2 separate regions of the Mus musculus genome follow, and region 2 is linked to region 1. A link is a contact called in public Hi-C data. All regions are on one chromosome and are shown on one strand. The core of a region is the stretch at or near the end of the contact, and the rest is flanking DNA. Distances in the headings are between cores, read along the strand shown. Region 1 overlaps Fbxo21 (F-box protein 21). Region 2 holds the start of Fbxw8 (F-box and WD-40 domain protein 8).

Region 1 (3,261 bases), core at 220-2,719:
ACTCAACTTGCCATCTATACCAAATGCACAGTACGCATTTATCTCCACTCCACTGTTTGAACAGAGGCCACAGACCTCTCTCGGTACTAAGTGTGGATGTCTCTAGTCAAAGGGTTGTGGGGTGGAGCCACCAGAAGAGTGAACGCTTGATATTTTATCCCTAAAAGACAATGCCAGGCCACTGAAATGACTCAGCGGGCAAAGGCACTTGTAGACACCCTAAGACCTCAGTTTGCCCCCCAGGACCCATACAGTGGGGGGAGCCGACTCCCACAAGCCCCCTTCTCATCTCTTCCTGCATGCCACAGTCTGTGCCCACCTCACCACACAGAATCTAAACAAGAGAAGGCCAAATGGCCCCGAACATAACCAACTGTCACTTTATACCCCTCACTCCCACTTCGGGGGTCCTCACCCTGGCACCACACGTGCCAGCAGGAGTGGACGGTGTGAGGCTGCAGTGGAAGAGCAGCCTAGGAAATGTCAGGAGCTATGGAAGGACCTGCCATCCAGCTACGGCTCCTGCGCTCAAAGCCTCACCAAGGGCCCTTAGGTAACAGATGAGACATCGCCTGCCTGCCTGGGGGGGACCATCCCCATTCCCCACCCCCCCAGAAAGGCACACCTCCATAGAGTGAAGGACAGGAGCCAACAGAGTGTGTGCAGTGCTCCCCCTGGTGGCAGCAGGGGGTCTGCCACGCATGCTTTGGAGGGCTAAGGACTAGAAAGTCATTTCGCTACTCAGGAAACTAGACTCACTGACAATTAGATCTGAACTAAAACACACAATACAAATGAACTAACGCAGAGACGCTCAAAGGGAAGCTGAAGGGAGCAGTTTCAAAATGTAGGGCGCTGGCTACTGAGAGCCCAGTGGGTAGGGCCCAAGTCGGGCTTCAGCATCTGTGTGGGCGGCTCACACCCCCAATCACTCCAGCTCCAAAGGACCAACACCTCTTGTCTCTGCAGGCATTGCACTAACCATTCCCCCACCCCCCCACAGGCACATAATTTAAAGCAAAATAAAGTCTTTTAAAACATGTTGCTGCTCAGACCATTGAGTTGGCTCGGTGGGTAAAAGCACGAGCTGTGTACACAGGACCCACACAAAGGGGGAGGAGAGCCAGCTCCTTAACGCTGGCTCAGCCTCCAGCACATGCTTGGGATGTGTGTACACCCCATGCTCATGGCATGTGTGTACGCGCGCACGCACACACACACACACACACACACAAAAACAGTAATTTTCTCTAAAAAAAATTTAAAATCTAGCAAGGTCTCCATCCTATGGCCATGGGCTGTGAGCACCCAACTGTCCTCAGAGACCATGACACACTGGAGTAAGAAGCAGGCTCCTGGCGGGGAGCGGGGGTGGGGAGCGGCCCAGGGAGAAGCCTCTCCTGTCACTGAGCAGATGCAGCAGGCACGCCTGCCTCAAGCACATTACTCCTGCGTCAGCCTGGACCAAGTGCTAGGGCAAACCGCAGTGTCGTAGGTCTCTGGGGAATGACACTCACAGGACACAGTATGACTCCCTGCTAATGACAGAAGCCGAGTTACCTAGGGTCAAACCCAACACCACCTGGTGTGGGCCATGATCCCCGCTCCTCTGGGTGGGGTGGCCTGTGGGGTAGTGATGGCCATGCAGTCAGGCCTCAGACTTCACTGCCAGGTCACAGAGAAAGCAGAGGTAAAGAGACAGTGAGCCAAGCTAGAAGGTCAGACAGCCTGGGCAACCAATGCCTAGATGCCTAAAACAAAAAAAAAATTCAAGTCCTGGTGCAGCAGAGATTGAAGAGAGAAGCTGTGCTATAATGCCAGGCTCTGCAGAGGGAGGGAGCCATAGCGGAACTACGTGGCTGAGCCTGTCACACTGTGCAGGGCTGCCCTGTGACCACTGGGCAATGAGGAAGCTGATGGAACATGGGCTGTTAGCCATGTGGTTTAGTGCTGCTGCAGCTCTAGTTAGCTGCGAAGCAGGATTCTATAACGCTCCTACGATCGCTGGCAAAAAGTCCACATCCCTGTTCAGTGACAAACACATCCAGATGAGGAGCCCGCTGGCAGCAAACAGCACCGTGCGGAGTGTGTCGGCAGGCGCAGGCAGGGTGGAATGTGAGCAGACACTTAGGATCATGGGGTAGAGAACCCAGGCTGGAAGCCCAGCACATAAATCAACAGTTCACAGGTCGCAGGGACAGGTTAGCCCAGGAAGGTGAGTGATGCCTGAGTGTGGCTACAGGAAGAGTCCCTTGCCACCCCTGCACCCCACAGCCAGCAATAGCAGCCCTTGGGAGAGGCCACACTCTGGGCTGACAGGAAGGCCACTGGAAACCAACACAATTACAGGCACTTGCCACTGTGTGGCACTGGGTCAGTGGGCCACACACTTCCTTTTTCCGTAGACTGCTGGCTTGAGCTATTCAGAACATCTAAAGTTCAGTCCTCGGTTTATCAAGTGCATCAGGCAAATGATCTAAGACTAAATGAACTGTTTCTAGAAACTTCCATGCTCTATGTAAAGATGTCACACCTACTGTGTATACGTGGACAACTGATGTGCCTGGTGCTGCCATGCCCATAAGCTTTCTGAGGACAGAAAGTCTCCCTCACCAGTCACCCAACAGAGCCTGGAGAGTTTGAACTGGACTCAGCTTCAAAAGCTGTGGGAGCCTGCAGAACATCCAGGGAGCATGGCGGCACCGTCGCCTTACCCAGAGACCCATCGTGCTGTGACTGCAGGGTCCTCCTAGCCTCCACACGACATGGTCACATATGTGGGAACTATTCCTGCCTTCTGAAACCTTGCCACTTGAGCCCTCGGTATTTTCAGCTTTAGTGTGGGTAGAGCAAGCCTGACGGTTCAGGCCAGAGCCCATCGCCAAGCTCCTGCTTCACATCCTTCTGGGCAGGGCAAAGTGGAAGTGGCCTCCATAAGCTCCAGCCAGCTCTGCATGAGAGAGGCTGAGCCTGCATCCCAGGCTGACTTGGTACCCATGAGTACATCTGTCCATCGTTCACGTCCCCTCTAATTAATACAATCTTGTGCATCTTCCTGGTCAGAAAGCACACCAGGCTCACAAGGTAGTCTCCGCTCTGGCTCTTCAGCTCCACCTATCCCCGGCTTAGGACTTCCTGGGGTCGCCAACACACAGGGATGGTGAAAGGGACTGCACTTCCCACCTGTGGCCACACGAGGGCGGCTTTGGGCCAGTATTAGAAGCCAGGCGGGGAGATATGGCAGTTAGGAGTCTGGCTGGT
Region 2 (3,427 bases), core at 285-2,784, 150 kb before region 1:
TCTTTCCATTCACAACACACATCTGGGAACATGGACTTAGGTCACCCCAATCTCACGTCCCATTGTGTCAGAGATTTCATGAAAAGAACAAGGAAAATTAAAAAAAAAAAAATCAAGAGCAGTTTAAAATACATCGGTGGAAATATCAAGTAGGGGTGGGGACTCGCTGTTGTAGGTACTACCTGGTGACATTCTGAAGTTTTGGGTTGGTGGAAGATAGGAGTCGATGAGGCTAATATAGCAAACGGTTTCTCCTGACAGTCACAAGGGGGCTAGGTTTGACAGTCACAGGGGGGCTAGGTTTGACTGACAGTCACAGGGGAGCTAGGTTTGACACAGAGGCAGGAACAGAATGATTAATAGGGGGCGCTAATGATAGCCCAAGACAAACCATTATTACACTCTAGACTTGCAACATTCCAACCTTCCCACAGTGGCTGCAGTTCTGATGAGCTAAGCAGCCTTGTGGAAGACTCAACGGGAGGTGGGGGTTCCTTCCAGAACATTCCTTCACAGATCCTTTCCTACGGTACCGACTTTGGACCTGTAGTCCTGGAAATCTCTGCTGATTTTCCATAGCTGTTTCCCCGCCCCCCTCCCCACCCCCTGTTTATCAGCTAGTAGCTTAAATGGCATTTCCTCAGAGAGGTCTTCATGACAGCTCTTTTTTTGTTTTTGTTTTTGTTTTTGTTTTTGTTTTGTTTTGTTTTGTTTTTGTTTTTCGAGACAGCGTTTCTCTGTGTAGCCCTGGCTGTCCTGGAACTCACTCCATAGACCAGGCTGGCCTCGAACTCAGAAATCCACCTGCCTCTGCCTCCCGAGTGCTGGGATTAAAGGCGTGCGCCACCACGCCTGGCTTCATGGTGGCCACTAATTGGCTCCTCCCTCTGTCCATCACTTTGTTATCTGACCCGATTTCTTATTTTTCTATATAACCTTTCCTGCGGATTCAGACATTCACATTAAAAAGATCTTTACTGGGAGGCAGAGGTGGGCGGATTTCTGAGTTCGAGGCCAGCCTGGTCTACAGAGTGAGTTCCAGGACAGCCAGGGCTACACAGAGAAACCCTGTCTCGAACCCCCCCCCCCCCCAAAAAAATCTTTACCTCTGTTTTATTGGAATGTTAGTTTTAAGAAGGCAGAGATGGTTAATTGGGTGTGGTGTGTGTAGATCTGAAGGGTAACATCAGGTTGGGCTGGCTCCGCAGAAAAGAATGCTTGCTGCGAAGCCTGGTGACTTGAGAGTTCGATCCCTGAGACCCACTTGGTGGAAGGCAAGAACTGAATCCTCCAATTTGTTCTGTGACCTACACACACACACACACACACACACACGCACGCACTAAATAAATAAATAAATGCAATAAAAACCGCTACATTAAAAAACGCGACCTTTTGCAATATGTATATAGCAGCCATTTAAAGCATGGCTTGCTTGGTACAAAGGTGCCAAAAACAAGGGATGTCGAAGCAGAGGGGCGTGGCTGCCCGGAACCTACAAGACGCGCTCCCGGAAGTCTCCAGGCCGACTACGGACACTTCCGGCGGATGGACAGTCCGTCCCCATTCTGGCAGCCCCTGGGTGCCGCGTCGGCCTGGGCGCGTCAAGCATGGACGACCACAACCTGGAGGAGTTCCGCCGGCACTGGCAGGAGGAGTTGGCGCAGTCACAGGCGCTGAGGCGACGGCGGCGGCTCGAGGCTGGGGAGCGGCGGTCGCCGCGAAGGCCCGAGGCGGGAGCGCGAGGCGAGCCGGCCTCGGGCTACCTGGGGCTGGCGCAGGGGCTGCTGGAGGGCGCGGGCCGACCCCCGGCGCCCAGGCCTGGCCGGGGAGGCGACAGGAAGGATACGTCCAGCCGATCGCGCTCACCCCCAGACCGCGACGCCACGGAGCCCGAGCCGCTGGTGGATCAGCTCATCCGCGACTTGGTGAGTGGCCGGGGACAAGATGTCTCTCCCTGTGGGCCCACCATCTATGGTGGGGAAAGTCGCGGACGCGGGCACAGCGGGAACCCTGAACACCCAGATGTCCCTGGAACGAGTGGTTCTCCTTCAGCAGCTTTGCCTGTAAACATCTTGAGGTGTTGACAGTAGGTGTGTGCGCATTCTTGGGTTTGTAAGAAGGTTGAGGAATGTTCGCAAACATCCAGGACACCCTTCCCCCCCCCCCCCCCCCGGCTAAAAAGAATCCGCCCATAAAGGACTACGTGTGAGTTGGAGAAATACTATTCTAGAAACGTCCCAAACCATGGAAGAAAGGTTGACTTCGGAGAGGAAGGTCAAGAAAAAGCAGAGGACGGAATTAATGTTCTTTTTTTTTTCTCTGTATTTTTTTATTTTCCTAACGTAACGTGTTATCTAAATTAAAAAAATAAACCATAAATCAGAAGAAACGAAAGGACTACGGCGAAGAAGAAACCTTTGGTCAGTATTTTTAGGAGGCTCTTAGCCTTTGGAGGGCATGTGTCCCTCGGAGAATCAGGAACCTCTTTCTCCGGCCTCATTGACCAAGTCGGGAGAATCAAATCAAGACCCCTCCTGACAAGATCCATGGCTCCCAGGTTAAGAGTTAGGTCAGAAGAGAAGGCTTTAATGGTTTCACTCAAACCAGGTTCAAAGAAAATTTCTACAGCCCAGTGGGGGGGATACTTGTCTGTAAGTGAAAGTTGTTTAGAGAAATGATGGGAAAGGGCTGGAGAGATGGCTCAGTAGCTAAGAGCGCAACAGGCTTTTCAGGAGTTGGGTTTCTAGTACCCGTGCCAGGTGGCTTACGACCTCTTGTAACTGTAGTTTAGGATATTTAATGGGTCTGGCTTCCATGGGCACTTGCACACACAATTACTCTCCCTGCAGACACGTAATTTTTAAAAAATGGTTAATTTTATGCAATGGAAAGTTTTATTTAAATGACACCAGTAGCTTCTATTTTGAGTTTTAAGGCCATCTTTCTTTTAAACAAGTGTCAGGTGCTCTGCCTTGATTCTAAGATGGCCATATATGAGGTAGATAACTATTTAACTATTTCCTTTTACATATGTTTTTGTTTGTTTGTTGTTTGTTTTGTTTGCAGTTTTCTCAGGATTACCCAACTGAGAAAATCTGGGGATTGAATTTGGATTCCTGTGTTTTAGCTTCACCAACTGAAGCTTGAGTCCAGTCCCGTCCCGTCCCGTGCCCCCCCCCCCCCCCCCCCCCCGCCTTGGTGTTGTGTAGGTTCCTGAGTCCTCTCAGACCTGCTAACCAGCAGCCCAGGGAAGTAGCTCCACCTCTGCTGCTGAGAACCTGTCAGGGTTTATATATTGTCAGCTGTGTAGCCGCTGTTGGCCCCTGTGCTGGCTAGTTTTTACGTCAGCTTGACACAAGCTTGAGTTACTGGAGAGGAGGGGGCCTCAACTGAGGAAGTGCCTCCATAGGCTTGATCTATAGGC

The links. Hi-C and Micro-C count contacts between places; a contact is called where the count stands out from the background.
Region 2: a Hi-C map of cerebellum shows a contact between it and region 1, with 4 times the contacts expected there. The contact joins the promoter of Fbxw8 here to the enhancer-like site in region 1. A contact is called at or near these places in 3 of 39 promoter capture datasets (hippocampal neurons, liver and neural stem cells), 5 of 484 Hi-C or Micro-C datasets (CD4 T cells, DN3 thymocytes, cerebellum and 2 more), 2 of 115 datasets of contacts at active chromatin or transcription factors (embryonic stem cells and extraembryonic endoderm stem cells) and 4 of 9 other capture datasets (adipose tissue, embryonic stem cells, liver and 1 more).

Annotation. Positions count from the first base shown.
Region 1 is chr5:118,002,224-118,005,484 of GRCm38.p6, reverse strand. All of the region lies in intron 11 of Fbxo21 (F-box protein 21), which reads right to left. Among named protein-coding and RNA genes, the nearest start is that of Tesc, 24 kb to the left of the region's middle. Within about 2 kb of position 1,469, at least 7 of the 459 cell types and tissues checked have an H3K27ac peak or open chromatin away from gene starts, as enhancers often do. A contact at or near this core is called in cerebellum, where this site is marked.
Region 2 is chr5:118,153,565-118,156,991 of GRCm38.p6, reverse strand. Fbxw8 (F-box and WD-40 domain protein 8) reads left to right here and starts at 1,534. Exons shown (of 11, transcript NM_172721.2): 1 at 1,534-1,928. The coding sequence starts at 1,611.